4 separate regions of the Mus musculus genome follow, and all the other regions are linked to region 1. Evidence: chromatin contacts called from public promoter capture Hi-C data. All regions are on one chromosome and are shown on one strand. The core of a region is the stretch at or near the end of the contact, and the rest is flanking DNA. Distances in the headings are between cores, read along the strand shown.

Region 1 (6,250 bases), core at 2,227-4,726:
TTGATCTAACCCGACTCAATTTTTAAAGAAACAGGGACTAATGTTCTAAACATGCACATATTTTAGTTTATAGTTACTAAAAACATGCCCATCTCAATACATTTCTAGATGTCATGACTGTAATGATTGAAAATGTTAGGCCCAGGGAAGTCTGAAGGTTCGGCATTACCCATAATCCACGGGGGAGGGGGAGCCACCCTCCATGCCCTCCTTCCTTTCAGGAATGTCTTGCAGCCAGCCAGCCCAACACCACAGTTCTGGGCAGAAGCATGCTGATATTGGCACTGCCTAAACCAAACAAACAAGATGTTTAACAGTCAAATAAAATGTCCTGCAGTCTCCCTAATGAATTTGTCAGGGACCATCAGATTTCACTCCCCCTCCTTTGCCTCATTAACTCAAGTATGATGAGACGGATTATAACAAGAGAATACAGATCAATCGGTCTGAAGACTTGAAGTGGCTTTTAGCCTCTAGAGTTTCTTTCTCTCTTGGTCTCCTTAATAGAACACCGCATCTCCTGCAGAAGGAGCTGCCACTTCGTTTTAATACACCATCAAGGAGCTGCTGATGGACTTCTACACCAACATACATAAAAGCAGAGGTGACAGGGGCTCTTCAATTATAGCCTCCTCAGATACCGTTTCCCCCTTCAATTATTCAACCAGGGATAGGAGCCGCAAACAGCAGAAGCTGCCTGCTCTCAGCCAAGGCAGTGGAGAGAGGTAAGGGGGAGGGGTGCAGTGTTTGCTGGAAGTGTTTAAGTTTATTGCTCGAATGATGTTTCTAATTAGCACCACAGCGATAAATTAAAGTCGCCTTTGTTTAACTGATTTATTATTTACTAGAGCATCTACCTTAGACAGGGTAAATTGGTAATGAATTGTTTTTAAATCAAAACATTTGTAACGTTTTATCATCCTTGCCTCTAGGAAGAGAAGTGGAGAAACGGTGGACAAGGGTGTGAGGAAACTTGCTCAAGCTGGCAGAGGTGAATGCAGTGGGTGCGCGTGTCCTGTAGCTTGAAGACGTGGCAGGCCGAGCTGAGACAGCCAGAATTACAAGGGTTCGCACAGGCGTCTCTGGCCACATGCATGCTGCAGATCTGGCCCCTGGAGGATGTGGAGGAACTCTGCACCTGGGCCTTGCCACCAGTCCCCGCCCGCCCAGCACTGCCTGTGGGATTTGTTCCAAGCTTCTTTTCCCTGTGGTCCCATACTCCACGGGAGTACACCCCTCTGGCCTGTAACACCTCCAAGGCAGGGACTATAGAACGCACTAGTTACCCGGCTACATGGCATGGTCTGGGTCCTGCAGCACCAAAGCCTCCCTGACCAGCGGGAAACCGCTGGCCGCAGCTAGCCGCCTAGTAGTGCATTCACTCTTAGGAACGCCCATGAAACTACTGTCCCAGAGGCTCTCTGATGCTTACTTTGCAAGGTTCTTCCCAACTCCTCGCTACTTAAAACGGCCCCCAAGCGATAAATCCCGCTTGGTTTAAAAAAGAAAAACCCAAATACTCTTTAGAAAGGAGCTTTAGCATCAAGGTGGAGGCGGGTCAAGTCTCCAGCCCTCCGGACCACCAAAGACTAAGAACGAATGAAGGGGTAGGGATCCAAGCATCTCATGCCCAGTAGAAAGAAACATTAGCTCTCTCGGTAGCAACTGAATTCAGGTTCTGGTAGGTTTCAAAAAATGCAAGTCAAGCTCTCCTACGGGGTTTTACAAAAGTTATACACAGCTTTTTAAAAAAAAAAAAAAACGGGCTAAAGATTTTATTTTCCCTATGCATAACCCACGGCTTAAATATTATCTGCCAAATCAACCTAAAAATAGCCCTTAACTACCTGAGTGTATTAAAACAACTGAGAGCCCTGGCATCTTAAATTCTGAGATAAACTCCCAGTAGCAAGTGAATCACCTTGCTGCAGCCCTTGTTTTTCCAAAAGTCCTACGAGGCAGCAATCACACAGCTTGTTAAGGATAACACATATTCTAAGGAACAAGAGCGACTGAGTTTTAGTGGGATGCAGGGGAGGAGGAAGGCCATCTGGGTAATCAATAACAGTAAAGTTATAGATTTTTATCCCAGTCAACTCCTTTAAAAGCAAGAATCAATTATGAAAATAAAATTATTCTAAACCAGTACTGCCCAAGAATATGTTCACAATTAACGTCACAGTATTTAAAAAATTAAGAAAACCTGAATTCAGGCTCATTTTTTTCCTTCATTTTAATTTAAGTCTAAACTATTTTGGTAGCTTATTTCAATCAGCAAGTATAACCAAGTAATGTATGCTAATATATAAACTTACAGTTTCTCAAAACTCACATATTTTCTCTCTAGTTATTGGTAAATTCCTATAAGAGTAAAATAATGACACAAAGATAGCTAAATCTAAATTATGAAATAAGGATCAAAAACATATCTGGAGTAGTTTTTGTCCTGTTCTGTATTTTTAACAGCATATGGAAATTACTAACAAGAGATTTATGGTTATAGACTGTCATCCTATCCCCTCCTTTACACATACACAGCAATTCTCCAGCTCTTGGCAACAATGGGATGGGAGGGAAAGAGAAGGGGGGGGGGACTACAAAATTTAAGTCCTTTCTTAAGCTCCCCTTCCTGCTCTCATTTGCCTTCAAGCCAAAGACAGTTTGTTAGAGTCTGCACCTTCTGCAGAATGTTCAGAGACTTAAAACCAAAAGTGAAGCTCACTGAAAGCACTACTACTTTGCAGGAATTGATCCAGCCATACCCAGAGAAGAATCCCTTCTATGAAGACTCTCCTCCTCACTGCAACGGTAAGAAAAGAGGATAAAAAAGAAAATGGGACTATGAAACGAGTGAGAGCATTTGGCTTCTGTCTAGTCCCATTTTCTCACCCCCCACGCCCCCTTTATCAAGTGCAGTGTGGTGGCTGCTGAGGTCCCAAGCTTGTCCTCTCTCTCTCTTTCTCTCGGATTGGCTAAAGCACTGACAGCTTGCATAGGGATTGTAGGAACTGAAGCTCCACCCCTTCACGGTGGCCCAGAACCATTCATAAACTAAGGAGAGAGAGAGAGAGAGAGAGAGAGAGAGAGAGAGAGAGAGAGAGAGAGAGAGAGAGAGAGAGAGAGAGAAGTGTGGGGGGCAGGTATCAGAGGACAGGGGGATGAGGTAGAGACTGCAAACGCAACCCAGAGGAGAGGAAAAACCCGGACTCCTTAGACCTGCACACCAGATACAACGTAAGCAACGATTTAGTCACACTAAAATAGATTTTGCTAGGGCCAAAAGTATAAATAACGAGGCAGAAAAGAATATCAAACAACTTGCAGCAGTTTGCACCTAGAGAAAGGCAGGAAGAACCCACCACAAACAAACCAACCCAATCCAAACAACGCCTCCAGTAGGAAGCCAGGAAAACTGCTACGACACAACCCCCTGAGAAGAGAGGAGACTAGCACGCTGAGACCGCGCGGGGCGTCTGCAAACCTCAGAGTGCGCTGCGGCCTGAGCTGTACTTCGCTGCTCTCCGGGCATTAATTACATCCTTCACTTTCCTTTTGGGGGAGGGTAAGGAAGGCATCACCTACGCTGAGCGAAGGCGTCCAACCATCGAGGGAGAAGTTTCAGAATGAACCACTGAATGTTTTTGTCTTATTTTTAAATTTACTTTGGCACTTATAAGACTTCATTTCCAGATATCTGGGCAATCGTGGCTGCTGCGGACATCTAAGCCTAGCCTCTTGGTAACCTAGTTTTTTCTCTCTCACGATTTCATCCATCTCTCCCGCACAAGGAGAGGCTCGTCTTTATTTTTGCAGGTACTTTCCCCCCTAAATAATATTATTTCTAATTTTCTGCGGAAGAAAGAAAAGAAAATTCCAAAGAGGGAAAAGAAAAGGCCAGCCGGCTATATCATCAGCCGGTCAGCCCAGGTGGAAAGCAAGAGTGAAATTGGGGCTTCAGGGGGAACGCACCGCCTTTCCACAGCCGCAGGGCCACCACCAGTGCGTGAGCCTTGGATCCCTCAACGTATTGCGAGACGCCGGTGTACAGCCCGGACCTGTGCCCCAACATGATCGCCGCTCAGGCCAAGCTGGTTTACCAGCTCAATAAATACTACACCGAGCGCTGCCAGGCGCGCAAGGCTGCGATCGCCAAGACCATCCGAGAAGTCTGCAAGGTAGTGTCGGATGTGCTAAAGGAAGTGGAGGTGCAAGAGCCCCGCTTCATCAGCTCTCTGAGTGAGATTGACGCCCGCTACGAGGGGCTGGAGGTAATCTCGCCCACCGAGTTCGAGGTGGTACTCTACCTCAACCAGATGGGAGTCTTCAACTTCGTGGACGACGGATCTCTGCCCGGCTGTGCCGTGCTCAAACTAAGCGATGGGCGGAAGCGGAGCATGTCTCTTTGGGTCGAGTTCATCACAGCGTCTGGCTACCTTTCTGCGCGCAAGATCCGCTCGCGTTTCCAGACACTAGTAGCCCAGGCGGTGGACAAGTGCAGCTACCGGGACGTGGTCAAGATGATCGCCGACACTAGTGAGGTCAAGTTGCGCATCAGGGAGCGCTACGTGGTGCAAATCACCCCAGCGTTCAAGTGCACCGGGATCTGGCCTCGCAGCGCGGCACAGTGGCCTATGCCCCACATCCCCTGGCCCGGCCCCAATCGGGTGGCGGAGGTCAAGGCCGAAGGGTTCAACTTGCTCTCCAAGGAGTGCTACTCGCTGACTGGCAAGCAGAGCTCCGCAGAAAGCGACGCCTGGGTGCTGCAGTTCGGTGAGGCGGAGAACCGCTTGCTGATGGGCGGCTGTAGAAACAAGTGCCTCTCGGTGCTGAAGACGCTGCGGGACCGCCACCTGGAGCTGCCTGGCCAGCCGCTCAATAACTACCACATGAAGACGCTGCTGCTGTACGAGTGCGAGAAACACCCGAGGGAAACGGACTGGGACGAGGCTTGCTTGGGCGACCGTCTGAACGGCATCCTGCTACAGCTCATCTCCTGCCTGCAGTGCCGCCGCTGCCCTCACTACTTTTTGCCCAACCTCGACCTCTTCCAGGGTAAGCCCCACTCGGCCCTGGAGAGCGCTGCCAAGCAGACCTGGAGATTGGCCAGGGAAATCCTCACCAATCCCAAAAGCTTGGACAAACTATAGAGTGCTGCCGACTGCGTGGAAAGCAACATAAATGGGCATGCTCTCCCAGAACACACAACAACAGCAAAAACTCGAAACACAAACTTTTATGTAAATCACCTGAAAGAACGGGAGTAGGCAGAAGACATCCTAATTAAGAAGCAAACAAAAGAGGGCAAACCAACCAACCCCCCCACCCCAAAAATAACATTCTTGCACAAAAATGATCGTTTCCTTCCAAACAATGTGAATTTAAAGATCGCACAAAAGAAGCAATCCGGCTTTGCGAACACAAAATGAAACCCAAGGTACATTTTTCAAATCAATGTATAGTAGCTTCCCTTCTTTTCCTTCTTTACGCCCGCCCCTCCTTGTTTTGGGTTGCTTGCGTGATTGTCACCAAGTGAAAATAATTATTTAACTATATGTGAAATTTCTTTTACAAAGTTTTACTGATGTGAAATGTGTCTCAGTGCCAATGTCAATGTGCCCCTGCCTCCTCCTTTTGCACCCCTAACCCCCGCCCTAAAATGTCTTGTTGAAACCAGTAAACCAGTAATAAAAATATTACTTTACATTGTAATTGGCTGCTTGCGGATTGTTCTTGAATGAAGGCAGATGAGATCACTTTCTAACTTACAAGATGTGAACTTGAACTAAATACAGGAAGCTTCCATTTGAACTCTGATTTGCAAACTTTAAAATACAGCATATTCTGGAGAATTAATTATATAAATCTCCCCCAAAATCCTTAGTAAAAAGTAAAATAAGTATTTTACTCAATATAACACATATTTTATGTTAATAGCAATATTTAAAAAAGAAAAGTGTGAAACAATATATTGTTAATCCTAAAATTTAAAATAATAAAAAAGCCTATTTAAAATTATATCAGGATTTTTTTAATGCTGTAAGGTTTTTTAAAATCTAGTTCTAAATGTTTTTAAAATTGCTTTTAAAGAATGAAGTCATGTCATGCTCTTTCTTCAACTATTCTTTTTAAGTTTCAACTAGTAATAATAAATAAAATTAGCAAGAAAATCAAAGACACCAAAAATAATAAAATAGTCACTGCAATATTTCTCTCCTCTAGCAACTGGTAATATGAACAATTCAGATTTATA
Region 2 (6,250 bases), core at 1,193-3,692, 450 kb before region 1:
CTTAAAAAAAAATAGTAACAGTAGGTACACTTCCTCCGTAGGTTTATTCCTAAATATTTCATTTTCTTTGAGACTATTGTGAACCGGAGTGTGTCTATGATATCTTTCTGGGCATGTTAAGTGTTGTTGGCAAATAGAAGTTTATCTGTATCTTACCACTTTGCTGAAACTGTTGATCATTTCTAAGAGTGTTCTGGTGGTATTTTTGGAATGTCATGTCATCTGCATATAGGGTTAGCTTGACATCTTTTCCTATTTTTATCCCTTTAATTTCCTTCTCTTGCCTTACTGCTTTAGCTTGCACTGCAGATACTTTATTGAAGAGGAGCAAGGAACTATAAAGGAAAATGAAATCATGAAGTTCTCAGGTAGATAATGGAACAAGGAAATATTATACTGAGTGGGATAAACCAGACCCCAAAGACGAATGCTGCATGCCCTCTCATCTCTCTTTCATCGATTCCCAAACTTGAGCTGAGAGCATATAAACTGGAGTAACCACAGAAACTAGGAAAGCAAAAGGAGGGTCAAGAGAGGTTGTCTTAGAATCCCACTGCTGTGATTGAAACACCACGACCAAAAGCAACTGGAGAGGGAGGGTTTGTTTAAATTTATGAGGGAGGAGTTGGAGGAAGTAAAGGGATGGAGGGAAATGGTATAAGTTTGTTGTGATAAAAAAAATCATGCTTTTGAACTATAAAAAATAATCATTGTTTTAACCTTTTATTTTTTAACAAAACTTTTCTCAAACTGTTGGGAGCAATATCCAGTAAAATCAGGTCTAGTGGATTAGAGCCACCTCCAGGAGCACAGCCAGGAGGGAGAAGCCTGCCCTCTAGGACTCTTACAACACTGGGGCCCAGGAGAGAAGGTTGGTGAAGGCAGAATGGGAGGAGTCAGGTTAGGCAATGTGATTCTCGCGTTCTGACAAGCCTCCAGCTGGGACAGCGAAGGGGTCAAACTAACATTTCTGTAATGACAAGGCCTATGTGTTAGGAAGAAAGGCCAACAAAGATAGCTGCCGCCCAGTGTGTGGAGATGGGCTGGCTAGCTTTCCAGTCTTTATTCACACTGTCTGGGAAGCTTGAGGAGGCTCTCTGAGAAAATTACATTGGAGTTTGAAGTCTGAGTGGACACTAGGCAGGCGCTTGGAGGTCAGAGGTCCCCAAGGGGTCTATTTGTGCAGAGATCTGAGGAAGAAGCTGTATCTAAGGGACGAAAGCATGTGAGACTTAGAGTAGGGTCCCAAACGATGCTCCAAGGCAAGCCAGAGCATGGGCAGAATGATCCTAGAGGCTATACCGATCAATGATGGGGTTTTTTCCTACCTCGTGGAAGGTATTTCATATAGTTGAAGCAGAAGGTTGCGGTTATGTTAAGGGTAGAGACATAGAGAAGAGGCCTACTTAGGAGACAAGGCAAAAAGACAGAGCAAAGCATACAACGGGGTGACTAAAAAGGAACGAGGAAGATGGTATCAGGATGCTTGCTGCAGGAGTACGATTTACCAAGGATGACTTCTCCTTTCTCACAGTAACTGAAATTTTGAGCAACTGTTTTTGTCACTACTTGTTTTAAGCGTGAGAAGTTGGGAATGGCCCTACAAACTCACAGGCGCGCCCTGTAATCTTACCTCTGTTCTCAAAAACAAGAGGTTCGGTATTTGCGAGTGAGTGGGAAAGACATCTGTCTGCAGGTGTATGGCCCGTGTTTTCGCTGTGCTGAAGCGCTTCGAGGGGGCACATCTCGTCACTTTTGGCTTTTCCTCACATCAGACTGACACAAGTCTTCGATTTTCGCAAATCATGACAGTACAATATACAGAACAAAATAAAAACTAAAAATAAAATATGCCTGTACTCTCCCAAAATGGAGTCGGGGACAGCCAGAGGGCAGGTAAGGCAAGGGAGAAAAGAAACCAGGGTAAGGGGAAAAAGAATCTGACATGGGAAACTGTGGGCATACGAAAGCTATGAAGGAACTTAACCCGCCTAGTCCTATCCTCTCAATGAACCACTAGAAGAATCACATCTATTATTATCATTATCATTATTTTAATGTGATATTTATAGATATCTGGGAGGATCCAAACTTGTAAATGGAGCACCTGCAGACAGCCCCTGCTAGCTAGACCAAAACGTCCCTTCTATTTTTCCCCTTGCATTTTTAATACCATCGGAGTTGTAACCGAAATACAATTTTGTCTTGCTTTCGATATTGAGACGATAGTCTCAACCTCATTCTTTAGTATAACGGAAAGACATTTTTGTTGTTGTTGTTTTGTTTTGTTTTGTTTTGTTTAAAAGTGGTTTGCGTAGCGGTTCTGAGTAAAGCTGCACTCCAACCCTCAACTACCAGGGGGTTTGGCTTTGTCAAAGAGTAATTTACCAATCGTGCCTGCGCGTCCTTCCGGGTTTTGCTGGCTCTGCACCAAAAACCCCAGAGCCTTTGTGTACCAGTCCGGGAGCAGAGTAAAGCGCAGAAGTCGGAGCCGAGGGCTGTGTAGAACTCTGGCGCTATGCGGTACCTACCATGGCTGTTGCTGTGGGCATTCCTACAGGTCTGGGGACAATCTGAAGGTGAGTGAGTAAAAGCGCACACAATCTAGAGAAGGGAGGAAGGGAGGGAGAAAGAGGCTGGCTACAAGCTCTGTGCAGTAGTGGGCGGGTGGAGGTGGGCTTCCCGGCTTGCAACAACAGTGGGAGGAGCAATGTATGGCTGCGGCTCAGGGCTTAGCTCAGTTCAGAACTACACTGAGCCTGCCTTTCCTTCCGCAAGCGCAGCTAAAGCTGAGCTTTTTCCTACTGCAGTCTGTCCTCAGACTGAGCCCACTCGCTAAGTTCTTTCCTTTTCCTTTGTTTCCAGCCCAGCAAAAGAATTACACCTTCCGCTGCCTGCAGATGTCTTCCTTTGCAAACAGAAGCTGGTCCCGCACAGACAGCGTGGTCTGGCTGGGGGATCTGCAGACTCACCGTTGGAGTAATGACTCAGCCACCATCAGCTTCACGAAGCCATGGTCCCAGGGCAAGTTGAGTAACCAGCAGTGGGAGAAGTTGCAGCATATGTTTCAAGTCTATCGAGTCAGCTTTACCAGGGACATACAGGAATTAGTCAAAATGATGTCACCTAAAGAAGACTGTGAGTGGAGGGGTTGGAACCCTGAACCCAGTGGGCAGGAGTGATCCAGACCCCAGCTGGATAACTGTGGGCATCGGGCATAGCTTCTCTTCTCTGTCCACCCTTATGGTTTTACTTCTGTCTAAAAGTAACCCTTGTCCCTTCTAAAAATAGCCCATTTCTGCTCTAGGGCACCATGATCATTTTCCTCAACTGGCACTTAACGATAATCTTCATACCAATTCCTTTCTTCCAAATCCCTTAATCATGAACTCTTTGGTCTCTGCCTACTCCTCCTTACAGATCCCATTGAGATCCAGCTGTCTGCGGGCTGTGAAATGTACCCTGGGAATGCTTCGGAAAGCTTTTTACACGTAGCATTTCAAGGAAAATATGTCGTGAGATTCTGGGGAACGTCCTGGCAGACAGTCCCAGGGGCCCCATCTTGGTTAGACTTGCCCATCAAAGTGCTCAACGCTGATCAAGGGACAAGTGCAACCGTGCAGATGCTCCTGAATGACACCTGCCCCCTATTTGTCCGTGGTCTCCTAGAGGCAGGGAAGTCAGACCTAGAGAAGCAAGGTCAGCTGGCTATTTTCACCCTGGCTCTCCACTTGGATCCATCTAGGTTTTTACATCACTGTCAGCTGTAGAGGAAGGGCAAGGACTAGGAAGAGATGAGTAAGGCCTGTGGGGTTTATTTTCTCACTGACAGCCACTCTTGGGTTCTATAAATTGAGTTAAATAAAACTGGGGATGAAAACTGAGCCATGCCATATTTGAGGCAGGCTGTACCAGCTGAAATTCAGATTGTTCCAGAGTACAGAGGAGGGCTACAGGAGACTCAGATCAGGGAGGGGGGTAGAAGTATCAGGGATGGTCTTCCTAGCCAGAGGGAGACAAATGGATTAAACTAATAGGCAACTTCATCTCCAGAGGTGGACCTGTGGGAAGCATGAACTTGATTGGAGACCTGGAGCCCCTAATATAAAATGTCTTGCTTTAAATTTTTTTTCTTATTCTCTTGATGAGTACAGAGAAGCCAGTGGCCTGGTTGTCCAGTGTCCCCAGCTCTGCACATGGCCATAGGCAGCTGGTGTGTCATGTCTCTGGCTTCTACCCAAAACCTGTGTGGGTGATGTGGATGCGGGGTGACCAGGAGCAACAGGGTACTCACAGAGGTGATTTCCTGCCAAATGCTGATGAGACATGGTATCTTCAAGCAACCCTGGATGTGGAGGCTGGAGAGGAAGCTGGCCTGGCCTGCAGGGTGAAGCACAGCAGCCTAGGAGGACAGGATATCATCCTCTACTGGGGTAAGAAAGAACTGGAGCCTGGGTTGCCAGTGAGCAGAGGCAGCCATCAAACATGGAGCGGGAGTTGAACAGATCTAGATTCAGAAATGAAGCCCCTAACTATTATAGAAGAGCTAGAAGGAGGGAATTCTAGATAAAAAAGAAACCCCAAAAGACTTGAGATAAGATGTTCTCTGTATAAGAAGAAAGAAGACCCAGAAACTGACAAGATCCAGAGGTCAGTGGCAAATAAAGAAGTTTGGGAAGAGCCATTCCCCAGTAGAGAGGACCCAAGGCCCAAGGCATAGCTGCAGTATATTGGGCGTGTCCTGGGTGAGCACTGGACATTTTGCTGCCCCTACTTCCACTTGTCCCTTAGCTTTGAAGCAAGTGTTGTTATTTTGAGTTTAAGAATGAAGACGTTGATGCTAAGATAGGGTAACTACCCAGATTCACACAGTAGCCAGATCCTGATCATGAGAAATGGAATGGATATACTTTAAATTAGAATGGGGAACTTGAAACATGTACTGGTTTTCTGTTGAGAGATACATTGTATTCTTCCAAACCAGATGCCAGGCAAGCACCCGTGGGCCTGATCGTCTTCATAGTACTGATCATGCTAGTGGTGGTGGGTGCTGTAGTCTACTATATCTGGAGAAGGAGAAGGTAAGTCTCCCTGTCCATGTGCTCCTTCCCTCAGCATCCCTCCTTCATTCCTTCCTTTTCTCTCCTAATGGCCTCTCTCTTCTTCCAGCGCTTATCAAGACATCCGGTGACTCTTCCTTACACCTGCCTCTCCTGAAATTCAGACTTTCCAGGCTCTAGGACTTCAGTCCTGGTCTGCTCAGGATCTGGGGATGAAGGAGAGGAATCCTGAAGAAGTGAAGAGCAGCCAGTACGCTCTTTTCAACATTAATTATAAGAAATTAATTATTTGAGTTGTTTCGTCAGTTTCCATAGTTTAGAACAAACACAACTGCAAATGTGCGTACCTGCCAGAAACAAGCTGTTGGCAGTGTTTTATGGGATTTGCACTGAACTAGAAAGCATACTTCCTGCCCAAACAGACGCTCTGAGGTTAGTTGGCAAGTGTAAAGTCCAACACCAACCTGGCTGTACTCTGTATTTTTCAAGGTGACTAGAAAAATGGATTTGTGTGTGTGTGACATACAGCTTTGGGGTTTGTTGGCAAGTGTAAAATCCAACACCAACAGTATTTTTCAAGTTAACTAGAAAAATGGCTTGTGTGTGATGCCGTGTGTGTGTGTGTGTGTGTGTGTGTGTGTGTGTGTCACACACACAGATTTTAAAAAGTGAATGCAAATATCTGCAAATGTTTGCTACCTTAGATACAAACCTGCCAATTAATGATAACTCCAAGGGCCTCCAATTTGTGGCTCTTTTAATAATGTTTGTTCTAAATGCCATAATGACCATCTTAGGACACAGTCTCTATGGAAATTTTGCATTAATGACTGAAAGGTGTTTTTTCTTTAAAATAAAATAGGATGTAAAATGAAAATGTATCCAGAGGTTTTACTTGGTGAAACAGTATTTTAAAATGAGAAGTCACAGTATATATCTATTTGGTTAAAAAAAAAACAAACAAACAAACCCTACTCTCCTTGGGTTGTTTCTCTCAAACACTGCTATAATTTGTATCTGGAATGGACCCCAAGGTGCTGAAGAAGGAATATCTTGTTCTGAAGGAAAACAGAAGACTGTCTCACAGGCAGCTAGGAGGAGGGTCTCAAAGCCACACCCACCGTGGCACACTTCCTCCAAGGCCACACCTCCTAATAGTGCCACTCCCTGGGCCAAGCACCACACCTACC
Region 3 (6,250 bases), core at 2,508-5,007, 370 kb before region 1:
AAATCTTGGCAGCTGCCTGGAGGAGGAGGAGAAAGAAAGCCAACCATAGCATTTGTCCATAGCAGATATGGGAAGGGTTGGGAGAACAACTTCAGAGAACAGGAAAGTCCAGAGTGTTAAGGAAGGCATGTCCAAGCTCTGACAAGTTTCTGAAAAAAGGAAGACAAAGGAAAAGTTGGCTTTTCTGTAGAATTCAGTAAAGCAGGCAGGCTTAGCCCAAGCAAGCACACAGCTGGGCTCTGTAAGTGCCTGCAGAGGGGCAGGGATTCTGGGAAGGAAACTTAAATGACTTCCTTTTTTTGTTTGTTTGTGTTTTGTTTTTCGAGACAGGGTTTCTCTGTGTAGCCCTGGCTGTCCCGGAACTTATTCTGTAGACTAGGCTGGCCTCGAACTCAGAAATCCACCTGCCTCTGCCTCCCAAGTGCCGGGATTAAAGGCGTGTGCCACCACTGCCCGGCTATTGAGTTCCTTAAATGAGTAATTACTCTCTCCATCTCTCTAGGATGGCTTAAAGCGAACCATTCTCTTTGAGGGGTGGTGTCTTAGCCAGAGCCAACTGGATTAACCCTTATGTTTTGAAGAGCTTGGAATGTTAGATTTGTACCCAGGCCAGAGAACTAGCTTTCCCTTGATGGGTCGCCATGGAGCCCTGATCAACGCTACAATGATGGCCCCCACTCCTCACCTAGGAGATGGGTTGAAATTGGGGAGGAGCTATAACCCATTTTAAACCTCAGCTCGAAGGTCCCATTCTAAAGCTGCTTACCAGAGGGATCGTCTCTGAACTGCAGTTTCAGTCCCGCCTGTACCTATGGCCTATAGGAAAGGGTAACTTCAAGGGCAGCCAAGGCCGGGTGCTCCCCTCTGGTTCTGTGGTTCTGCTTGCCAGAGTAGCGCAATGCTCTTGGGCGTGCCGCTTTTCGAGTTCCTGCCCCTACACTAACTAGCCAGTCTCCACCTCCTATCTCATCACAAAGAGCAAACTGCACATTGCCTTTGGAAAATGTTGAGTCTACAGAAAAATCCCTGAATACTGTAGTACTTTTCCACGGACTTTCACGTTTGATATTACTAACAATTGCGGAAAAAGCACAGCTATATTTATATAAATGTATATGTTACATGCTGCAAGCATCGGGTATGAAAAGGACAGCAAGTTCTCCTTGAGGAAGCAACAAATTAGAAAAACACCTCTCCTAGCTCTGTTCCAATCGGGATGCTGGCTACATGGTAGCACTGAGAGTCTCTTTTTGAACTCTATGTCCTTTCCTATTAAAATTTAATGGGGAACACTGGGATTTATAATCATTAAAGCTTATGAAATAAAAAAAATGTGCTTCGTTTCAAAAAGCTCAAGTCTACAGTTCTCAGGGCCCCCCACTAGAAACTGTTACCTCATTGTTCTAACTTCTGGGAGAAGAAGCACTTGGTGCACAGTGAACAGAAACGAAGACATGAGACAGCAGATTGCCAAAGTGCTTGCAGCCTAAAAGGTCCGTAGGCATCTTTTATGTAATAAGTAATGGAATGGCTGGAAAACTGCCTTGAAGATCGAAGCTCAGGGCCAAAAAATTGAAGACATGTCAAGGCCTTTGAGAAAAAGAGTAACAAAGTAAAACCGGGAAATAGTCAAGACAAGTTTTTTGTTTGTTTGTTTTTAAATATAAAACCACTTAGTGGAGAATTTAATGAAGTTTTATTTAAACAGATTATACCACTTGAAGGTTTGCATTCTCTTCCCTGGGCAGTGTAGACTGGGGAGAGGTACTAAGCAGAGTGCCGAAGTCTGGTCTCAAAAGCATTGCCAGCCTGGGTGGCCTGAGGGAAGAGTGTGGGATGCAAACACCAGCCCTTTATTTCTCTGTCATGTTGAGCTTTCTACAAGAAGCGTTTACCAGATCCTTGCTGCAGATTGCCAGTGAAGTTTTTATACTTACTGGATAGTCTACGACTATTTAAAAAAATGTGTAATCAGAGCAGAAAGGGGTTATTTTTGTTTTGTTTTTGTTTTGTTTTTTCGAGACAGGGTTTCTCTGTATAGCCCTGGCTGTCCTGGAGCTCACTTTGTAGACCAGGCTGGCCTCGAACTCAGAAATCCGCCTGCCTCTGCCTCCCGAGTGCTGGGATTAAAGGCGTGTGCCACCACGCCCGGCTGAAAGGGGTTATTTTAATGTGTGAACGAGGGAATGTTTTGAGATTTAATTCCTTCTTGAATTGCCAATAGATGAGAAATGAAGTATTTTCCCCCGATTTTTTATTCAAGTAAATGTTAGGGTTAAGGGGAGTTATAGAACGGTAATTCACAGCCGAGAGAGAGAGAGGTCAAGGTTGGCTTCCAGAAGGTGACTTATTTGCCTGTGGCCATCCTGTCTTCATAAAGCCACCTTAAACTAGATCTCAGTCCAGGAGAGACCCAAACAGTCTCCAGACAGGTGAACAGCTAGCAGGTCAGACAGGGTTTCTGAGATGCAGGGAATATCCCAGCGAGGGAAATACATGCCAGTTCTAAACATCTCACTGTAGACATTCTGCACTTGCACGAAAGAGGAAAACGTGTTACGGTTCTATAAACTTTAAACCATAAAGCAACCCAGATTAATTAGTAGTTGCCTCCTTGAAGCCTGCCTTCTCCCAGTTCATTTGCATTAGAAATAGAATTCAGGAACAATTTTTTTCCTCACAAAAGTTTTTAGATTTATTTACTGTGTTGTCTTGGCATGGCATGCATGCAGGGGTCAGAGGATAAACTACAGGAGTCTATGCTTCCCTTCCACCACGTGGGATCTGGCGATGATTGGCAGTTCTATGAGTCACCTGACCTACTGAGTCATCTTGGATGCCCATGGAACTTTTTTTTTTTTTGCCCCTCTATCTCCATCCGTTCTCATGTTTTGGCCAACTAGGTCTATGAGGAAGGATTTGCTTCACGGTGCTCATGGTTGTGTTTCTACCCACTCCTATTTTATGCTGTTCCAGTCGATCACAAGCAAAGCGTTTTTTGTCGCCCTACCTTCAAGGACAGTTTGGAGCTGTTTAGGGCTGCTGAAGAACCGGGTGCCGAATCATTAATTTCATGTGTCAGGTTGGGGCCAAATGCCTTTGAGCTTCATCACCAAAGTGAAATAACGGACGTTTCAAAAATTTCTTGAAACATGTCTATTGTGGGCCAGATATCCACTTAAGAAGAGGTTTTCTTGCATGATGGGTGTTTGTCAGTCCACTTCTGTGAGCAGCTCAGAATGAACACGTGAGCGCGGGTAAATTCACAGAGGTTCTGTTCTCTGCTCGCGCATCCCCAGTGATGGGATTAATGCCCGGCAAATGGCAAGCTCTCCACAAATACTTGATTCAATGAAACCAATAACTTGTAGTCATGTATTCATTCAAAGTTACTGGAACTACTGTGTTATCGAATCTGCAGTAGAAAGTGTGAAGGATTTTTTTTTTCTGCCTAAAGGATTTTTTATTTAAACAATAAATCAGACGTTTATAAAAAACTAATATTGCATCCAAACCTAGTGCTATGTTTTGTATTTCTGCTCTAGGTTGGCCTCGGTTTTTCCCCAGGAGGCAGGATAAGGATGTGCTTGCTGCCCTTGAGTCTCCTTCCTTTGTAGGCTTTTTTTTTTTTTCTTTTGCCTAGCGCGGTTGCGCTAGCCCCCGCGCTTGTGGAGCGCGCAGCGCGGTCACGCCCGGGAGCGCGCAGCTCCGGTAGCCCGGCGGGCGGGCGGGGCCTCCTTGGACCGTAGAGCCGCTCCTCGCGCGGCGCCGCCCTCTTCCTCACCATCTCCCTCTCGGTGTGGTTTGTGGTGTCCCTGAAGGGACAGAGGGTGTCCTCCGGGGTCCAGGCCCTGACAGGCGGCCGAGAGCGCGGATGCCCGTGGGCGTGCGTGCGTGGGAGGCGGCTGCACTCTTCCCGCAGGGGCCCAGCGCCTCTAGAGGATCCCCGGCCAGGGACGCGCACCGGCCGTGGACTGGGCCTGGGCGCGCGCGACGCGGCGGCGGGAACCCGGGACCCCAGGCCGCGCCGGGCAGCCCCGAGGCGCCTCGCCCACGCTCGCGCCCCTCCCCCCTCCGCTTCCTTCCTCCACTCAGCGCGCCCGAGAGCGCAGGCCGGATGCGAACCCGGGCCAGCCTAGGGTCGTTCAACTTGGCGGCTCCCGGCCTGCTGCCCGCGCGCTACTTGTGAGGCGTGGCCCGGCGAAGGAGGCGCTTGGGGGGCGTGGGGCTCCTCAGCTGGCGGCGGCGACCGAGGGCGCGCGGGACAATGAGCTGGGCTGCTGCGCGCTGCGGCCGCCTTTAGCTGGCTGAGCGGCTCCACCTGCGAGCATGGCCCGAATGCCCGCGCCAGGTGTCCCGCTGCTTTAAGACGGGACGGAGCGCCTAGATCGCGGCGCGCTGCGGCCGGGGCGGTTGGGACGTCCTTTTATTAATTAATTAATTTGTGGAGAGCTCTCCCGAGCAGCCGCGATGGCCAGCACAAGGAGCATTGAGCTGGAACATTTTGAAGAACGGGACAAAAGGCCGCGGCCAGGGTCACGGAGAGGGGCTCCCAGCTCCTCCGGGGGCAGCAGCATCTCTGGCCCCAAGGGCAACGGGCTCATCCCCAGCCCGGCGCACAGTGCTCACTGCAGCTTCTACCGCACGCGGACCTTGCAGGCCCTCAGCTCGGAGAAGAAGGCCAAGAAGGCGCGGTTCTACCGGAATGGGGACCGCTATTTCAAAGGCCTGGTCTTTGCCATCTCCAACGACCGTTTCCGTTCCTTCGATGCGCTCCTCATAGAGCTCACCCGCTCACTGTCTGACAATGTGAACCTGCCCCAGGGCGTCCGCACCATCTACACCATAGACGGCAGCCGGAAGGTCACCAGCCTGGACGAGCTGCTGGAAGGTAAATAGGAGGGGCGGGCGCGGCGCGGCAGGTGCGGCCCCGTGCACAGCGGCAGGTGCAGTGGCTGCGGCCAGCGCGCTTCCCCGCCCTGCGCTGGGGCAGCCTGCCGGGCGCTTGCTTTCTAGGCAGCCACGGGAACTGTCTGCTCCTCGGTCGTTTGTGTTGGGTTGGGGTGCACCCATTATCTCCTTCCCAAGAGATTGGCCTTCTAAAAACGGAAGAAAATTCTAATGATCAGAGACAAATACAAACAATGATGGCTGTAAAATTAGCCAACTTATTTTTGCTGGAAGGGCAAACTGTTTGAAAGCGTGTTTCTCCAGTGAGGCGCTGGGTAACCTTTGGTAGAGGCCAGTGCAGTACCTGTGCTGTTCCTGTGTTTGGGATCCCATTGTACCTTCTGTGCACAGCTAGCTCGTTCTGACTCGTTCTAGGTTGGCTTTTCTGGTTTCATGTGTGGCACAAGGCACTGGAGATCAAGAGAGGCAAGCCAGCACAGAAAAAGTCTCACTCAGCCTGTCTTCACTTTGGACCGTGCTGGGCACTTTTTAAAATATCGGACCCGGCCCCACCCCTTAGATATTCTGATGTGCTTGGTTTAGGGTATGACTTGGGCGTTTAGAGTTTTGAAAGTTCCTCAGATGATTTCAGTGTAGCCAAAATGGAAAGCCACCTTGTTTAAAGGATTTTCCACATTTGGTTGGCAACGAGGTGAATCAAGGTGAGTCTCTCTGTCTTCTCCATGAAGAGAGTAACAGTAAGAATGGTAGGGTCTTGGGACCCAGCAGCAAAGGCCTGTTAGAAATTAGGAATCCTGGCACACCAACCATGCATCAATCAGAGGGACTTCGTGCCAATAGGTTTGGTCATTCTAGAGTTCTTGCAGTATTTTTCATTTTTGCTTTTAGTAAGGAAAGGGTGGCTGGTAGTTAAAGAACCCAATTTTTAGTTCCAAACACCCCAAAAGATCAGGCAGATATCTCAGTGTGTACTGAGGGAGTGTTTACATATAATTAGCTCTCAGGCATCGTTCTTAATGCAGATAGTACATTCCGTGTAGCCATAGCCACATGAGCTTGTCAGAGGTGGAAACTGATCCCCGAACTAAGCTGCTTTCTTATTTCAGCATGAGCTTATGTCTAAAGGCATTTTCTCCCTTTCACAGATGAGGAAACTTAAGCAGCAGGGTTACTATTTTCTAATAGGCCTCACTTCTGAAAAAAAAAAAAAAAGTTAGCCATTCTGACAAGTCCCTAAAGTGGCTGAGTTTCTCTGTCACTTTTATCAATGCTCAGGCTACACAACAACCCAATTAAAATTAAGTTATCTTCTTGTGTGTAAGTTTGTAGAAGAGGCTAC
Region 4 (6,250 bases), core at 2,564-5,063, 300 kb before region 1:
CTGATGCATGCAGCACCACATAGCTTAGGGTTTTGGTTTTTGTTGTTGTTGTTTTAAAGTACTGAACAATTTAGACACACTCTTTGTACTAGGAGGTCTACAAACATAACTTGGAAGGACACTTACAGCTGTTTAATAACATTGTCCTGGGGAGGCGGAGAAAGGATGTGTGAAGTAGGGAGGAGGAGGAGGAGAGGAGGGCTGAGGAAAATTAAAAGAAGACATTTTTACTTTCCTGTGTTTCCTTATATTAAAGGGGGTTCCAAAGTAGACCTGACAAAATAATCTTACCTTGAGGGGTGAGACTTTATTTATTGTACTTTTAAATCCTAGATTAATATATACATTAGCCAAAAGCATTTCCTAACTTCATTTTGAGGTTCTACATAAATGAAAATCTAGAATGTGTGAGTAAAAAACAAAACAAAACAAAACACAAACCAACACAGTTTCTGTTTGCATTTGGAGAGACTCTTAATAACTAGGAAATGTAACTGTTAGGCTGTCTCACTTCCAATTTCGCTGCAATGACGACGACATGTCTGTTGTGTGCATGTAAGGGTAGCATGCTTTCTCTGTATGCCAAGAGCAGGTGCCTTCTAAACAGAAAGTGTGGTATTTGCCCTGGCAACATCAGTTTCATTTTTTAAAGTGTTGCCACGAGTGATCTGAGTGGTGGTGTGCTTTCCTTCTGAGAGTGAGCCTTCCATCCACCAAGACCATACCATGGAGATTTTTTTTTTCTCATTGCTTTTCTTATAGGATTTATACTGGTTTGAAAATGAAAATTTTGACATTTTGTCCTGTGAAAATAAATGTAGCTATAGAAACCAAAACCTTATATTTTCTATAGCACAGTATTTTTCTGCTTACTTTGGACTCAGCTCTAACTTGTCCTTCTGATTGAACCATAACTAAAAACAAGAAAACAGAGGGAAGTTTGTCATTAGGCAATACAAATTTTGGATGCTAAAGCTTATTTTCTTCCTTCACAAAGCCACCAGCCCTCATTCATTTTTTATTTTAAATTTAGTATATTTGTATGTGTATGAATATATATGTATGTATGTGAGTGTGCGTGTGTTATGGTGTGCCTTTGCAGGACAGACAATAGTCGTTGGTAGTTCTCTCTTAGAATGTGGGCTGGGTCGGAGGAATCTGAGGTCGTCAGACAGACCCCTGTAAGGATGGAATCAGCTTACTATAGCCCTCAGTTTACTCTTTTTTTTTTTTTTTTTTTTTTTTTTTTTTTTTTTTTTTGGTTTTCGAGTCAGGGTTTCTCTGTGTAGCCTTGACTGTCCTAGAACTCACTCTGTAGACCAGGCTGGCCTTGAACTCAGAAATCTGCCTGCCTCTACCTCCCAAATGCTGGGATTAAAGGCATGTGCCACTACTGCCTGGCCTCAGTTTACTCTTAAGATCCTCTTACATTCTGCAGCTTGAAATGTCTCCCTAACAAGTGTGCAGGATGTTCACTCTACCAAATCAGATGTGGGTAGAGGAGCAACTCAAAAGGGAAGTTTGTTGCTGTGTAAGACTCCTGGGAACCTTAGCTTACTGGGGACCCCCTGAGAGAACCACGTGGAGCCGGGATCAATGCAAAAAGCACCCCCAGACCCGAAGGAGAGGCAGCGACCACCAGCACCCCAATCAGATCAGTCCAGTCGGCGAGTTTTTATATGGTTTCCAGGGGGCAGAATAGACCATCAGCAACTAGGCACAATAGGATTGGCAGAGCAGTGCACCCTTTAAAGTGATTGGTCTTTAGGGAATGAGATGACAAGGACTTCCCTTGTCTGAAGGTGGGTAACAGTCTGTCCAGAGGAATGAGTCCCCACCCACAGGTTGGTTCCTGCCCTGTGGTGTGAGAAATGTTAATTCTCCTCTCCTTTCTGGAGGCTCAAGTGTTTCATGACCTTCCCATAGTTCCTTAGCTGACCTTTTCAGCTGGAATCTTTAGGGTCAAAGATTCTCTTTCTAAAGCCTGCTCTTTAGAAGAGAGTTCCAGAACAGCCAGGGCCTTGTGGAAGAACCCTGTCTCCAAAAAGCAGAAAAACCAAACCAAACCAAAAAACATATTTTTTTATTCTTTTGGCTTTGTGTTTTTGGTTTTTTTTTTTTTTTTCAAGACAGCATTTCTCTGCATAAAAGCCCTGACTGTCCTGGAACTTGTTTTGCAGACTAAGCTGGCCTCAAACTCACAGAGATGGATGGACCTGCCTCTGCCTCTGCCCTGCCACTCCCGGCTAAGTTTTTTTGTTAGGAATTCTGTATGAATGAAACCTAATCATATTTTCCTCCCCCACCTTCCCCTTGTCCCTGTTGACATGTACCCTTCCCAACCTTATGGGTTGGTTGGTTTGTTTGTTATTTAGTTTTGTGTTTATAACCCAGTTAGTGTTGCCCACATGTGCATGAGTGAGGGCCATGCCATTGCAGCAAGGGAAATCTGCCTGTGACTGAAAACAAAACAAAACAAAAACAAAAACAACCCGAGAGTATCTTCACTCCTGTCAGGCTGGTTAAGTTGGGATGGGTTCTGCTGTAGTTTTTTCTTGATGCCAGAATGTAAGTTCAAAGAATAACTCAAGAAAGGAGAGCACCAATTTTATTTAGAGAGGAGAACAAAAAAGTAAAAGACGACCTGACCCCTTTCAGATACATCGTGTTTTAGAACCTAAATGCCACAGAACAATTAAGGATAGTAACAACGTTTGTGCTGGCAGTGTTGAGGACTTTCATTTTCCAGAATAATTAAGGATTAATTGATCAGGTTTCTCCATATCATCTTAATTAACGATTCTAAGGCTCTTACTTCTCTTGAGTGTGATCACGTGTGGTGATGCCATGCTGATACCAGAGTGTAAGCTGATGTGATTTCTATGTGCAGAGAATCAATTCCTGAAAAATCCTGCAGGTTCTGCCTGTTTTTAAAATATGTAGAGATCATAGTATTCATTAGCACATATTGATACATTTAGTATTTTTAGTCTGGCAACAAGTGGAGTCCTATTTTAAAACCATATGATTGAAACTTGTGTTTATAATTTGTTTCAAGAGAGTTAGCCAATTTGTTTGAAGATATCAATTTCAGAACATATTCACTATTCCCTAAAGCATAAGAAGTTGGCCTGAACTTGTAATGACCTTAAAACATTACTTAGAAGTCGATCCTTTAAAAAAAAAAATTCCTAGGTATAAGATTACATCGTTGCCATTCACTTATTTCATAAAAGACAGAAAAATGGCCCAGTTGTTTGGATTTTAGACAAGTATAAAAGCTGCTGACTTATTTCATAAGCTCTTTTATGTTTTCTTGGAGGTTGTAAATCACAGTTAATACTTCTCTTTAGGGAAACAGCATGTGGTCTAGCGAGAAGTCTCCTCAGCTGGCTCTGTGACTTGGAACATTTTGCTTAACCTTTTGAGCCATGTTAAGCCCCTTTTAGGTAAATGGGCACGTGAGTCCTTGGTAAGATTGTCCTGGTGGCTAAGAGAAAGTTAGTGAGAATGAGATTCCTTGTGTAAAGTGTGTCCTTTTCCCCCATGGATGTTCCCTTACCTCATCTGTTGCAAATAGACCAGTTTTAGACAGTTACCACCTTGAGCTGTGGTTCCATTGCCCTTTTCGTAACATAGTTTCTTTTTATTTGTTTGTTTGTTTATTATTTGGAATGACTTGAGCCCTAGAAAGTCTTCATGCAAGGTGCTGTTACATCTGCTTAGAAACATTTGGTCCCCTAGTCCCTAGAGTCACAGCAAGACACAGAGGGTGGAGTCACAGGAGGGCTGGCTCAGTAGGCTGACTTCCCATTTCCTTGTCTGACTTCATCTGGAATTTTGCTGTGGCTTCTGTTCCTTAGAAAGCCCTAGAGTACATTGGACAGCTTTTTCTGCTTTAATACTAGCAGTCAAATTATCTTAGACATTTTCTTCTTTTATAAGGCCATTGTCTCTCCTAGAAAGTATCATTTGGTAGCTTTAAAAGTTTAAGGTCTTTTGTCTGTTGACGGAAAGAAACATTTTATGAAATCAAATGTTTGGTTGTAAAACCCTATGATTAGTTGTGATTGGTGGGAGCAGTAGGAAAATAAAGCTGAAATCCAGTTTTTGTTGTTTTTATTTTATTTTATTTTATTTTTTTAACAGACAAGATTTAAACGCAGGGGTGTAGGGACTGTCTGCAGGTGCCATTGAGATGCCTTTTACTGTAAGTGCTGCTGCCTTTGAGCTTTGGTTCTGTTTCTATGGCAACCGCAGGATCTATGTGCTTGGCTGAATGGATTTACAGGAAACTGAAAAACATTGCTATTCTAAGTAGCTTGTTGTGGAAAGCGCAGCCAGCATTCACTGAGAACAAAGCAGGCAATGTATGCTAATTGTATTCCTTGTCGGGGCTAAAGAGTTGGGGAGAATCCCAGCGTCTGCTTACTGACTTTGTGTTTCTTGAATTTTGGAGGACGAAATGACTTACTCTTTATTTATTTCAAATTTCATATTTGGTTCTCCTGTCTCCACCCAACCCCCTTTTCCCAAAGTGTTGAAGATGGGATTCATGTCGCAGACAAGCTAGGGAAGTTCCCCGTCCCCCATTTCCCTGTACCTTTAAAAAAAAAAAAAAAAAAAGCTATTCTAGTAGAATTGATTTAAACAAAACAAATCTGTCTGTCTGTCTGTCTCTCTCTGTGTGTGTGTGTGTGTGTGTGTGTGTGTGTGTGTGTGTGTGTAAGATAATGTTTCAATGAAGTAATCTGCTGGTTTTCAGGGTCTCAAACACCGAGGTGGGCAATCTAATGCAAGTGGCTCCCTTTGCTAGCACTGTAAATTAAAATGGCACTGAGGCTTATCCTTTATGTCAAAACTCTCCTACCTAGAGTTTCCTTGACGTGTGGAAGCTGTTTCTCTAAATATTTACAAAACAGAAGAGTCATGTAATAAACTGTTGCTTGGGGGATCAGAATGAAATGCAGTTTTCCTCTATTATTTTATTCACTCATTGCATGTTTACAGAAGACTGCACATTGATGTCAGTACAGCTCTATTAAAAGGCCACATGGTGATTTCAGTTTCAATATAAATATATTGGGCTTCCTGTTTGAGATTTTTCAAGTCATTTTTAGAAATAAGGTACAATTCTTTTTAAAAATGTAAGGTATTCAGTGGAAGCAGCCATATAGAAGGACTCTGATATTGAAAGCTTTTGATTTCAGGAGCTACCTCCCCCGTTCCCACCCACATACTCAGTTAAAATGGAAGAAGACCCATAAAAATCCTAATGTGTACCCACCATCCTATTATTTCTTGTATGAAGTGTCTTTGTTCTACCAGCAAGGCAATTGGCAGTGCAAAGGCTCACCCTTATTATTACACAGATTTAAACTAGTCTTTCTCTGAGACTGAAGATGTTTTCTGTGCATTCCTCCCAGGTCGGGGAATGTGGAATATTTCTGTAAAGTACACTTCTGATATCTCAGGAGACCCTCATCTATGGAAACTGCAAGCTTCCAGATAAATCAAGTATAGGGTATAATTGTGAATTGCAGTCTCTGTAGCCCATAGGTGGAGTAATTAGGAATCTCAAAGTACTCTGAGATATTGATGAAAGGTTTAATTCTTCAGAGAGACTCTGTGATACAAGACAGAATCTAGGAAGGCTAGATTGGTTTTGTTTTTTTAAGATGTCTAGGACCAAAATTTGTTGAATAGATCTTTGCTGAGTCCCTTTAAATATGGAGTTACAGGCTTTGACAAACATCAGGAACTGGTGCTAACCTGATTGCTAATGGGTTGAGAGGAATTACAGGACGATGATGCGAGAGCTAGGAGGAGGAGGTAGGATCCATAACACTCCAATCGGGATTCACTCCACAGAAACATGTAGAGCACCTGGCAGGTGCTGTGTGAGGGGCCAGAGAATGAGCCTGACTGTGTGGCACTTAGTCTATGGTGAGCTCCACAAGGAGCCAGGCAGTTACCTCAGTGAAGGGGCAGTGGGCTTGGTGGCCCCAAAAGATCCTTGGAAGTGAAGAGGTCAGCTCAGGAACTTTGGAAAATTCCACCAGGTCCCTCCCCTCCTGGAAGAGAAAAATCCTGAAGCACTCGGCACCCCTCCCCTCTGGAAGGGAGGGGGAAGGAAAGGCTTAGTTAGGTTCCTCAGACCCTTGGGGGACGGGGGACGGGGGGGACGGACGGGGGGGGGGGACGGGGGGGGACGGACGGGGGACGGGGGACGGGTTGACACCGGGGACGA

What was found. Promoter capture Hi-C pulls out the DNA fragments that hold promoters and counts their contacts.
Region 2: a promoter capture Hi-C map of liver shows a contact between it and region 1, with 2.5 times the contacts expected there. The contact joins the promoter of Cd1d1 here to the promoter of Mab21l2 in region 1. A contact is called at or near these places in 9 of 39 promoter capture datasets (the 3T3-L1 cell line, 3T3-L1-derived adipocytes, cranial neural crest and 5 more), 1 of 484 Hi-C or Micro-C datasets (LSK cells) and 3 of 115 datasets of contacts at active chromatin or transcription factors (astrocytes, microglia and neural tube).
Region 3: a promoter capture Hi-C map of neural stem cells shows a contact between it and region 1. The contact joins the promoter of Dclk2 here to the promoter of Mab21l2 in region 1. A contact is called at or near these places in 10 of 39 promoter capture datasets (the 3T3-L1 cell line, cranial neural crest, frontonasal cranial neural crest and 6 more), 4 of 484 Hi-C or Micro-C datasets (the N1E-115 cell line, cerebellum and embryonic stem cells) and 1 of 115 datasets of contacts at active chromatin or transcription factors (embryonic stem cells).
Region 4: a contact with region 1 is called in a promoter capture Hi-C map of cranial neural crest. The contact joins the enhancer-like site here to the promoter of Mab21l2 in region 1. A contact is called at or near these places in 3 of 39 promoter capture datasets (cranial neural crest, maxillary cranial neural crest and second pharyngeal arch cranial neural crest), 3 of 115 datasets of contacts at active chromatin or transcription factors (the NIH/3T3 cell line, craniofacial prominence and embryonic limb bud) and 3 of 9 other capture datasets (adipose tissue, embryonic tail and liver).

Annotation. Positions count from the first base shown.
Region 1 is chr3:86,545,509-86,551,758 of GRCm38.p6, reverse strand. Mab21l2 (mab-21-like 2) reads left to right here and starts at 3,476. Exons shown (of 1, transcript NM_011839.4): 1 at 3,476-5,709. The coding sequence starts at 4,068. The coding sequence ends at 5,147. All of the region lies in intron 40 of Lrba (LPS-responsive beige-like anchor), which reads right to left. Gm31677 (a long non-coding RNA gene) reads left to right here and starts at 162. Exons shown (of 5, transcript XR_375777.3): 1 at 162-725; 2 at 933-991; 3 at 2,745-2,808.
Region 2 is chr3:86,995,521-87,001,770 of GRCm38.p6, reverse strand. Cd1d1 (CD1d1 antigen) reads left to right here and starts at 2,442. Exons shown (of 6, transcript NM_007639.4): 1 at 2,442-2,579; 2 at 2,866-3,138; 3 at 3,421-3,699; 4 at 4,155-4,433; 5 at 4,985-5,081; 6 at 5,170-5,937. The coding sequence starts at 2,519. The coding sequence ends at 5,191.
Region 3 is chr3:86,918,391-86,924,640 of GRCm38.p6, reverse strand. Dclk2 (doublecortin-like kinase 2) reads left to right here and starts at 3,757. Exons shown (of 16, transcript NM_027539.5): 1 at 3,757-4,891. The coding sequence starts at 4,471.
Region 4 is chr3:86,843,319-86,849,568 of GRCm38.p6, reverse strand. All of the region lies in intron 2 of Dclk2 (doublecortin-like kinase 2), which reads left to right. Among named protein-coding and RNA genes, the nearest start is that of Gm46810, 16 kb to the right of the region's middle. Within about 2 kb of position 3,813, at least 98 of the 459 cell types and tissues checked have an H3K27ac peak or open chromatin away from gene starts, as enhancers often do.